2 separate regions of the Arachis hypogaea genome follow, and region 1 is linked to region 2. A link is a contact called in public Hi-C data. All regions are on one chromosome and are shown on one strand. The core of a region is the stretch at or near the end of the contact, and the rest is flanking DNA. Distances in the headings are between cores, read along the strand shown.

Evidence for each region. A called contact is a pair of places that touch in the nucleus more often than the background predicts.
Region 1: a Hi-C map of leaf shows a contact between it and region 2, with 4 times the contacts expected there. The contact joins the enhancer-like site here to the promoter of LOC112759172 in region 2. A contact is called at or near these places in 2 of 8 Hi-C or Micro-C datasets (leaf and an unstated tissue).

The regions. Positions count from the first base shown.
Region 1 is chr16:23,792,140-23,798,538 of arahy.Tifrunner.gnm2.J5K5, reverse strand. LOC112758528 (CDPK-related kinase 3) reads left to right here. Exons shown (of 12, transcript XM_072220054.1): 10 at 121-183; 11 at 334-501; 12 at 605-1,042. The coding sequence ends at 739. Among protein-coding and RNA genes, the nearest start is that of LOC112758528, 8.9 kb to the left of the region's middle. Within about 2 kb of position 3,793, at least 2 of the 3 cell types and tissues checked have open chromatin away from gene starts, as enhancers often do.
Region 2 is chr16:23,674,534-23,680,510 of arahy.Tifrunner.gnm2.J5K5, reverse strand. It overlaps LOC112759172, which reads right to left and starts at 3,568. Exons shown (of 3, transcript XM_025807990.3): 1 at 3,307-3,568; 2 at 3,034-3,103; 3 at 2,452-2,938. The coding sequence starts at 3,384. The coding sequence ends at 2,655.

The sequences.
Region 1 (6,399 bases), core at 2,544-5,043, 120 kb before region 2:
TAGATATCAACATGAACATGTACTTCGAAAGGTTGTGGTTAATTGGTCATGCATTCCTCCATCATTTCTTTAGGACTTTTTCTGTCGTTATGATTAAGTTTTTAAATTTGAAATTTACAGGCTCTTGCTCGTCATGCCACTGATGCCATGAGGGAGTCAAGGGTTCTCGAAATCATACATGCGGTGAGCTATTCCCATTGCTTTGGAATTATTGAGCACACAAGTTCCAAGCTATGCTATTCATTTTTAAACGTTTTGCCCAAACAGCAAGAGTCTTCCTGCTACCCTAATCCCATATTCATTTTCTGGGTTGAATAATAATACTGTATGTAGATGGAACCACTTGCCCATAGGAAGATGGATTTCGAAGAATTTTGTGCCGCTGCTATTAGCACTTATCAACTGGAGGCACATGATAGGTGGGAAGATATTGCCAATACTGCTTTTGAGCATTTTGAGAGAGAAGGCAACCGTGTGATATCAGTTGAAGAGTTAGCAAGAGTAAGTGGTAGCAGTTTCTTTTCGTCATATTATTCTATTTCTTTTACCTCGGTTATTATAATTTATGCTTGTCTATGTTTTTTCCTTTATCGTGTGGCTTCAGGAGTTGAATCTTGGTCCTTCAGCTTATGCCATTCTCAAAGATTGGATACGAAATACTGATGGGAAGCTCAATTTACTTGGATATACAAAATTCTTACATGGCGTGACTCTCCGGTCAAACCCAAGACACCGATGACCTTAGACCTTTGGCATATAAAGGTAGGGAGAAAAGATCTTATAGGTTTATAGGAATTTAGTTTCTTCATTTTTTGTTTCTGGATGGGTGGGGGGAAAGAACAATGTGTATAAATGAGTGTGATAGCTGATATGGTATGAGGAAAGGTCGAGTCAATATTCCTGCTCTCTGCTCTCGCCCTATTTTGCAGTTTGCAGATACTATGTTTCTACGGGTTTGAGCCCGTAGCGTGCTTATTCATTTGTTTCCGAACGTTTCTAACCAGTACAAAAAATCAAATTCCAAGCAAGTTGCATCGTCCAATATGCGCTACAAGGAGATCATCGCTCTGTTCTACTTCACTCTAATTAAAGGCGCCCCCATATCTTCCCTCACATACATTATTAGTGTTGCAGTCAACGTCAATAAGTCCACTCATTGCTCCTTAGTGAAAACAAAAAGTAAAATCAAATTATTTCTCCTTTGACTCTTTTGCAGACCACCATGCAGCCTGCTCAAGACTTGTCAGAAAGCCTCCATAAAAAGGTAGAGATCCAAAAAGATCGATCACTGCTGCTTTTCTCAGAGAACGAACTCAACTATATTCCTAACATGCTCAATAATGGGCCCAACGTTTATCAGTGAAGTGTTCACAAAATTATTTTGTAAAAGAAAAAAAATTGAAACTTAAGTCAACAAAGTAAATTACTTAAACAAACCAGATATCGAAGAAGAGATGTATATACGTCTCTTTCTTAGGACTACGCGCTTGGAACTGGCGCTACATTTATTTGGTTACAACAACAGGTTACGACACAACACTAAGAATAAAACTTAAAAAAGAGACAAAAAATTATTTTTATATCTAGTTTGATGATAAATTAAGTATTAAAAAAAGGAGCCACTCAAATAAAGATGCCTAAAACATCTTTTTTTAAAGATGTTTTTCAGTAATTAAAATTTAACATATATAATCGATTAAATCATATTATTTTTGTCAAAATTAAGCTAGATAAATTGATTTAACCGAAAAAATGGTGAATCAAATCTTGAACTGGTCTAAATTAATATTATTTTTTTTTATAAAAAATGACTACAATACCTTTATATATTAATTTTAAAAATTCTAAATCCTAACCCTATGATAGAAATTTAGAAAAATAAAGGACTAAAATTTAGGATTTTCAAAATTAATATATATATATATATATATATATATATATATATATAATAGAAGTATTTTAGTTATTTTCTATAATAGGATATTGTAGTCATTTTCTATAAAAAAATAATATTAATTTAGACCAGTTCAAGATTTGATTCACTATTTTTCGGTCAAATCAATTTGTCTAGTCTAATCTTGACAAAAATAATATGATTTAATCGATTATATGTGTTAATTTTTAATTATTAAAAAATATCTTTATAAAAAGACATTTTCAGCGTCTTTATGTGAGTAGCTCTCTTAAAAAATGCCAACTAACTATAATTCAAATGACATAGTCTCTCTATATTCACTTAGAGGTGATGAGTTCAAATCTCATTCCTAACTTTAAAAAAAAATTAAATATAAAAAAATAAATTATAAAAATTTAATTTATTTTAATTTTTTTATACGATAAATTTAAAAAGAAAAATATATCTATGTGTATATCTTATCTGTTAAATATAATTTTGTATTTCTATATTTCTGTTTTTAGTGTTCTGTGCAGCCCAGTTGAATAAATAAATAAATATAATCTTCCAAGGACACAAATATGAGGAGAAGAAGAATATATGATTGTATATTGTACCCACGAACTACTTCCTCAGTTACCGCAAAAACTCGTGGAGGGTAACTTATGGCTGGTCTTTTCTTTTTTACATAATTTCGAATAAATTATACAGTTTAGTTAGGGACACGTACATTTCAAACATATTTATTGACGTGTTACTATACTCTAGTTCGTCGCGCTTGATGATGGGAACCGGGGGAAGGCCATTCTATTATCTGCAGCTTTGGTACGGCATGAATATTGTTTAAAAAAAAAAAAAAAAGTCATCGAGAGAGAGAGAGAGAGATCCGAATCCCTATGGTTAATTGCCATTAGAAACTTGAGTTACAGAGACAGAGCTAGATATGGGAGGAGACTTATGCATGCACTACGCAGTATGCAGTTTGTTGCGATGTTCTCATTTGATGACAAACCTTACAGAACTGAATAAGACCCATTAATATCAGTGACTCACATGAAAATAACGACACTGTTTTTTTGTCCGTACTTACCGTCCATTTTTCCCTTCTTTCCCAGCAAAAAGGAGTGAACCCGCCTATTGTTATTCCAATGCCATTAAATGCCCACAAATTCTTCACCAAAATAAGGAAAAGAAGAGAAGCATATATATTTTTTCTACAGATGATACTAGAAAAAAAAAAAAAAACAGCCAGAAGTTATTTTCTAAGGGCCCCTTTTTCTTACCCTTTTTACTGTTGACGGTTCCTAACTCAACTGAAACTAAGAAAGTAGTAAAGAAAAGTTAAACCTAGCTAATTGCTAAATTACATTATGATCGATCGATGATGGTATGAGTAGGTGGTGGATCATGAGAAGCCAAAGCAGCGAGGAGAGTTGCGGTGGTTGGAGAGAGAGTCCCTATGAATGATGCCTTGAACATGCCTGAAGTGTTGGACATGGCAGGGGATGGTGATGGTGCCGCCCCTGTGGTGAAAACCGTACTCATCCTCGGCGTGCTTGAGAAGCTGCATGAAAAGAGGGTGGTTGAAGTAAATGAGTGGCACCACAAACCTCTCTTGCTTCTCTCCCTCCTGACCCACCTTTATCGCCAGACACCCCTTCGGCACCGACCTCTCTTTCTCTTGTCTCTTCTTCCCCATCTATCTTCTCTGTTCGTTCACTCACTCATCAGTATGAAAACAAGGGAACATATATAGCACTGTTTGCTCTCATGAAGCACTGTGTTATTGCACCATAAATACTACTATAAGACACAGCTTCTTGGAGAGATACATCCATTCTACACCGTCGATCTTGATGTGGAACTCGTGATGATTACATCTGGCATTGTGTGCGTAATCTCACACGAGTCCCTCTAGAATCTGATGCAATGGGTCACACTTGTCATAATTAATAATCCTCATCCATATATATGCTAGTTAGCCCCACCATTCCTATAATTTCCAATAATTTCCAATTCAAATACTATAATTCTTCTGCACTTTCATTATATAATTAATCCAACTTCAAAACTAATATTAGAATATTAATTGGATGATCATGAGAAAACCATTTTATAAAAAGTTGATCATAAAAAATATATAAGTAATTAATTAGCCAAGGCACTTTCTTAATAATGACCTAATTAATAATAAAATAATGTTAGAAAACTAATATTTTAGTAACCAATTAGTATTTTTACCCATAATAATATTACGGAAATATAAAATTTTTAAAATTACGATCCATTTTGTTCTGGCAGCATAGATTATGCATGGCATAAAAAATTTATAAAATTAAACTACTTTACAAAAAAAATTGTAGGTTAACAAAAGTTACTGGCTAAGAAGACCAAGGTATTTGTAGATAAAAAATCAAATAATAAGATTTTTAGTTATTATTTTTATATGAAAAAGTCTAATTTTTTAGTAATAATTAATTTTAACATTCGTTATCTAAAATTTAAAACAATTTAATGTGTATACTTTTACATTTAATTAAGTGTTAAATCTATTACACAAATAGAAATAATTAATTTTTATACTTGCTATTTAAAAATAATATTTTTTTTCTCTATGTATATAAAAATATAATTAGATATTAGTATAATAAAATTATACTAATAATTATAAAATTAACTCAAAATTATTTTTTTTAAAATAATTGAATCTTGATTCTAATTTTTAATTATAACATTAGTATTCTCTCCAAATTATATGTAATAAATATTTAAAATAAGAAAAAAATATAGATTAAAAAGATAAGTGGTGAAAATTTAAAACTAAATAAAAAACTAAAAAACTATGTATATAATAATAATAATAATAATTTTTATTTGAATTATATTATTTTGTTAATTTTGTTTTCTGTAGAACAAAAAGATAGAAAAATAGAGAATGAAAGAAAAGAGAGAGAAAGATAAAGATGAAGAATGAGAGTGAGAGTGAGAATTTGTTAATTTTGGAAGAAAAAATTTATTTTAATTGTAAAAAAATATCAGATGATATATTTTAATTTGTCAAATTACTAATATAAAATATAAATTATATATAGAGAAAAAATAGTAGAGAGAAATAGAAAATTAGAGAGAGATAGATGAAAGAATTTAGGGAGTTTATTAATCTTGAAAAAAAATATTTTCTCTCAATTTTAATAAGAGAGTATCATGTGACACATTTGATTATTAAATTAGATAGTAATATATGATACATGTTATAGGTATATTTCAATTTCAATATTTCAATTTTAATTTTAATGCAATTAAAAAATGTCATGTTGAACATTTTGATTGTCAAATTAGTAATTAGTCATTGATATTGATAATGATATATAAAATAGATAGAGTGGTTGAAGGAATGAGAGAAATAGAGAAAGAAAGAGGGAGGAGGAGAGAATTCTTTAATTTTGGAGGGAATGATTTAATTTTAATTGTAATGAGGGAGTGACATGTGACATATTTTGGTTGTAAAATTAGTAAGGAAGAGGAAAAAATTCTTTAATTTTAGAGAGAAAGATTTAATTTTAATTATAATAAAAGAATAATATGTAGTACATTTTGGTTGTAAAATTAGTAAGGAGAAGAGAAAAATTTTTTAATTTTAGAAGAAAAATTTGATTCTAATTACAACGAAAAGATGACATATAACATATTTTAATTATAAAATTAGAGATAATAGAATATATAATAGATATAAAAGATTTCGATTAACATTATAACAGGTTCCTAAACGATTTTAGTATAAAATTTACTAAATAAATTTTATTAAGTTCAAATTTTCTAATAGAATTTTGAATGTTCTTATTTGTATGAGTTTGAATATATGCTTTTTTTTTTATTATTTTATCTGTTAGTTGTAATGTTAATGTTCGTTCCCAAACTTTCTCTCAAGGATAATACAAACGTACAAAATTTAAACAGTTTGTGTTTGCTGGTTCTCTACAGGATGTTTGGAAATCCGTGAAAATTTAATTTCCGTTAGAATTGAATTTAATTTCAGTATTTAAAATGAAAATAATTAAATTAATTTTAATAAAATTTAATTTAATTTTATATTTTTTTAAAATTAATTTTAACTCAAATATGTCTAATTTAAAATTTATTTAAAATTTAAAATATCTAAAATATTTTTATAATTCAATTAATTCTGTTTAATTTTTTTCGTTCAATTTTTTTTTCAATACCTCCTACTTTTCAACACACATTCTTTGTATCTCGCACCACTTTCAATCCCTTCTCTTCTCTTTTCTTTAACTCATTTAATCTATTATATCTATTATATATCTCTAATTTTACAATAAAAATATGTCACATGTTACTAGGAGTATTATCGGTTCAGTTTGGTTCGGTTTTGGACCAAAAACCAACCAAATTGATATGTTCGATTCTTACAGACACACAACCATTCGATTTGTTGCTTTTACAACAACCAAACCGAACCAACAGTAGTTTGGTTCGGTCGGTTTTTT
Region 2 (5,977 bases), core at 2,319-4,818:
TAGTTATCCACTTAAAAGTTTTTCAATTCAATTCAGTCCCCAAATTAAACCAAAAGATTCCATATAGCAACGAGAACCAATCGATGGAGCTTGAAGCTTACCTTGGAAATCCAGAAAACATCATAATATATATGCATAAAGCATCGACATAAACAGATTTATTAAAAATACGGATTGGATCGGTTCGAATAATCAGATAACTAATTAGAATTAAATTTGTAAGAAAAATTAAAAGAAAAAGGTAAAAAGAAAAAAAATTATGTAACACAGAAAAATAAAAATAAATAATGAGAAAAAAGAAAATGGTAATCGAGGTTAGATTAGGATTAATAAAATTATATATATATATTATATTTTTTATTTTTTAATATAATATATTGTGTAATCAAATAATTGAATCAGCTCGAGTTCTGCAACCTAAAATCTGATCTCCAAATCGATTAAGGTTGAATATAATTAAGTTTTATCTGATGACCAGTCTAATACATTATTCAATATAATCAGGTTGAAAATATGCCTAATGATAATGAAGCGACCAGAATCCAACTAAGTCTTTGCCGTAACGTAACCCTAAACACACATTATTTGGTCGTGGCATCATCTATCTATACCATATGTATTGTTTAATTTATTCAAAGTAATAAATTAGGCAAAAGCCTATAGTCACCATACCTTTACCCACTCCCACCTTCTGCTAATAAAACAACAAACAACCAACTAAAAGGACCGTCCATACACTTACCCTTGGAAGTTGGAACCATGCATGGGTGTTAGAAAAAGATTCTCAATTTCATTAAGTCAATGCAAACCTATATTGAACTATCATTAAACCATGCATATACATAATTGCTCGGATACAGACGCGCCTAGTTTGTTAAAGCTAAGGAAAACACTTTTCTGCAAGCAAATACAATTTAAAAAGTAGATGATAGTAGAAATATTGTCTGAGCAATTCTTAAAGTTCACGATTTGAGTGGCAAAGAAAACGGCGGTTATTGTTGCCTTTTAAATTTAGGAGTGATAATTGGTAAGATAAATTTATAATTTTTTATAACCGTATTTGTTAAACAAAGTTTATGATTAATCTGATGTTGGTAGTTATCAATTTTTTTACCGTATAGGCAAAAATGTTTTTTCTTTTATTTATAAAAAATTAAAAATAAACTACTAAAATAGCACTCAAAAGTTTGTATCGTAGATAAAAATAAGTCCAAAAAATACAAACGACAAAAATAATTCAAAAAAGTGCAAATAACAAATAAACTTCTAAAATATTTAAAAACGCGACAAAAATAGCTATATATTAAATATATATTTTAAAAATACATTTTAAAAATTAAATTTTGATGTAATTTTTTACAAACATTATTAAAAAAGAAAATAATTTTATCCTTAAAATTTAATAATTTTATGTTAATTGAACTAAAAAAATTATTGTGAATGACTAAATTTTTAAAAAATTAAAAAAATAAAGATTAAATTTTTCTTTAGTTTTGTGTATGTATCTTTTAAAAAATTATTCAAATGTCGCCACAAAAATTCGAATAAAATGAATAAATCGTTTGTACTTATAAAAAAATATTTATTAGTTTTTTAATATACTTTCAAATCATTCAAAAACTTATTTATTGTTCGTATTTTTTTAGATTATTTTTGTCTGTACTATAAATTTTTTAGTCATATTTTAATAGTTTATTCAAAAATAAAAGAAAAAAAGAAACAACAAGTGAATGTCAAATCTCCTGCATCTAAATTTCTCATTAAAATTATCATCATATCTGTGTGCGTGGAGGTTCCGGATATGATAAACAAATGTTAATTTCTTCAATATGCTTTAGAATTTAGAATTTCAATATACATAATACATGATACATAAAATGTGTTTCTTGATATAAATGTATTGTTATGAATGTATGTCTATTTCAGTATTATTTGATTGGATAGTAGTCATTTAAAAACCAGACATTTGACTATAAATAATTTTCTTTTTATTCCCTGATCACACATTCATTAATAGAAGTAAACTTTCTTCTTTTCTATTTTTTAAATTCTAATCCTTATTTTTCATAATATTTCCAAATTTTTTTTACCATCCTTTGTTTCTTCTTTTTATTGGTGGAACACCCTATTTTTATTCAGATAAACAAAGTTGCTCTCTTTTTGGGTTTTTTCTCCGGTCAGATTAACCCTTTTGTCATTGTAAATGCTTGCAAAAACCAAGGCAGAGGAAGTCAAAAAGCTGACCCAATTTCTGATTTGGTCTAAGCCCAATAAAATAAGCCTCACGACTGACCAACAGAAAGATGGTGCCGACAAAATTGACCATATTCGTAGCTGCGAACCTCCTCCTATTTTTGCATGGCCCAAGACAACAAGGCCCTGTCATAATCTGCAGATTTTCTGATACCTGAGTCTCTGACAGTGTGCAGTTTGGACCACAGTGCCACACAATCCCAAAAAGAAGAAAATATCAAATATTCAATGAAAACTCGAGACATCGTTAACTTTATCTAAATGAACTAGCAAGGCTAAGCAAGAAGGCATAGCATAACATAGAAACAAAGAAGAATGGCTCCAGCAGTCTATCAGCATCATGAAATTGCAATGATATTCGTTATTGAAAAGAATAAAACTACATAGGTAGCTCAACTTCTTCAGTTTTCACCATTGGGAGGGTTGTTTCCTTTGCCATAGTAGTATTGAACAACAAAAGCCAACGCCAGCATGAGCAATGCCACAAGGATCTTCACAGCAAAGCTATGATTGGCGTTGGTGGCGGCGGCGGGTGCGTGTGGCGGCAGAGCATGATTTTCTCCGCCGGAAACAGTGGTAGAAGTAATGGTGTCAGTATCAAGCTCTCCAACATAGTATGTTTCCAACATTTCTATGGCAGATTCACTGTGCCCAACTTCGTCAAATCCAACGGATGCATCCTTCTCTGTAATGTAAAACAGACAAGAAACAATATAATTTCTAGTTTTCTACTCCGAGTTGAAGCATCAAACAGTTTAAGGATATTAATTAATTAAGTACCATCGGGGGCCACCAGGAAAACATCACCACCTCCTGGATGATCATACAAAAATGAGGTCACATCATACACCTGCAAAGGCATGCATGTTCATTGAATTATTTATGGTATAACTAATTAAGTATACGTGCATGCATCCAATGATTTTGCCTCTGTAGAAATCAATATAATTAAGAAAATTTCCATCTAATGAAGTGTTGTTACTGCTGCAATGGATTGGATTTATGCCGATTATTTGATATCCATAGAAAACTAAATGAGAGTAAAAAACAAACCTTGCCATGGATAATAATCCAGCAATCTTCTTTGTGATTGTGCGTACCGACTTCCTCAAAGGTATAAGTTTTGGCCATTGCTGCCTTTGTTAAGCTTCAGGGTGAGTGTTGAGATGAATAAGAAAAGCACAAAACTTAAGATTGGCTCTTCAGAGAGCCCAAGTCTATTGGAAATCACACTAGTACAACAATAAAACCCCGCAAATTCTTCTAATTTATATCTGGTTGGATCCTAACTACGTCGTTTCACTATGGCTTTTTATTGCGGTGCCTCTGAAATGAGCACAAAAACTTAATTATCATTGGATATGCTATTTTCTATAAACTATTAGATTTTAATAAATAAAAATCAAAAGTTGTCATAAAAGAGTAGAGGGATTTTAATAAATACAAAATATATTAATACATAAATAATTCTTTAAATGTCAAATATAATATTTTATTTTTAGGTAAATAATTATAAAATATATATAAATACACAAAATATGATTTATTTTTTATTCATTAAAATTAATTTTTTTTTTTTTTTACCAAAGATATGAGACTCAAACCCGCAACCTCTTAATTGAGTATGGGGAGATTATGCCATTTGAACTATTGCTCATTGACATTCATTCAAATTAGTTATTATGCAATAATATTTTTTTGATATTAAAAATTCATGTTAGAATGATATTTTATACTGTAATATAAAAATATAAATAATTAAATTTTATTTTGTATTATTCTACAAATAATTAGATTATTTTATTAAAAAATTATTAACTAACTATTTTTTAAAAAAAATAATATTATATAATATAATTTTTTATTAAAATATTTGTAAAAAATGTATTTTATTTAAAATATTATATGTAATATATGAAAATGTTGAGCTTTTTAAATTTTTTTTTTAGAAAAACTGTTTTGAATTATTTTATTTAACGATTATTACGAGAGTTATTTTTCAGGTTTAGCTCAGCTACAGAAATTGGGTTTGGGTAATAAGGAACGTTGGGATCAAGAGAACATTTTATTTTTCGTATTATAGATATTGATAAAGACTACTTTTTTTTTTTTTTGGTTTCCCACGGTATCCCCCAACCCGGCAGGTCAAGGACTAATCCGTCGCGGTACTGAGCTCCATTTAAGGGTTTGCCGCTGGCCAATGGGTTGCTGCATGCACAAGGCGGGATTCGAACCCCCGACACTTGCTTAAGCGGACTAGTGAGCTAACCACTAGACCAACCCAACTTGGTTTGATAAAGACTACTTATGCAGTTATGCTTGATATAAAGGAATTTAAAACAGTTTTTCTAAAAAATTGAAAAATTAAAAAGCTTAACATTTCTATGTATTGTATATATAATATTTTAAATAAATTACAATTTTATAAGTATTTTGATAAAAAATTATATTATGTAATATTATTTTTAACAAAAGTAATTAGTTAATAAATTTTTAATAGAACAATCTAATTATTTGTTAAATAATATAAAATAAATTTAATTATTTTATATTTTTATGTTATAATTTAGAATATCATTTTAATATGAATTTTTTATATTATAAAAATTTTACTACATCATAATTAATCTTAATAAACAAAAACTCATTTATATTTTTTGTGAATTTATATGTTTTTTATTTATTCAAAAATAAAATGTTATATTTATTATTTAAAATATTATATATTAAAATATATTTATTTATGAATTAATATATTCTATATTTATTAAAATTTACTAATATTCTTTTTTCTATTACAGATTTTAATTTTTATTTACTAAAATCGAATAATTTATAAAAAGTGACTGTGGACTAGATTGCCGTACAATTTTAGACGCATTCTCTTTCTTTCCGCAACCACCATTAACCATGAATTGCTCCATTAATGTGTATCGGAAACGAAATCACAACCAAATTAATTCATTTGCCAATGTACATTGTACCGAGCGGGAGTAACTTTTTTTTTCTTTAGTTAATTATTATTGGAACTGGGAAAAAAATAAAAATGAATAGAAATGAAATTGTTACTAGTCAATTTTCTTTTTGTTTATTAGCCAATAGCCGCACCAACTACTTGCTTAGCATGTTGAAATTTTATTAATACGGATCAAGCTTTCCTAAAACAATAAAATGATAAAATAATAAAGTAATATTTTAATTATTAATAAAATTTACAAATAATAATCTTACAAATTTAAAGGAATTAAAATATTATTCTAACGCTTTATTAATAATCTCTGAAGATTTTTCCTAGTAGTATTATACTACTATTTCAAACATCAAACCTGTGGCATACACGAGTCAGGCATGTAACAATAAATATTTTAATTTAAAAATAATATATTATATGACCGCAAATATTATTATTTTAAATTAACATTTAATCAATAAAAATTTATATCTATATTTATAGATATTCATTATATATATATAATATATAATTTATATTTATATTTATCTTAATTTATACATATAAATTAATAAAATTTATTTATTAAATATAATTTAATACGGGTACCGATTAAATATATTGACCCCCAAAAGTTTGTAATTTGGAAATACCGCAAAAATTTTGGAATTTGGATACATCAATTTGCTCAGGTTCGTTCATCGAAAAACTGTTGTATATATGAAGGACTCCGAGTGCCTCAAAATGATATAATTGAAGAATGTTGCTTAAATT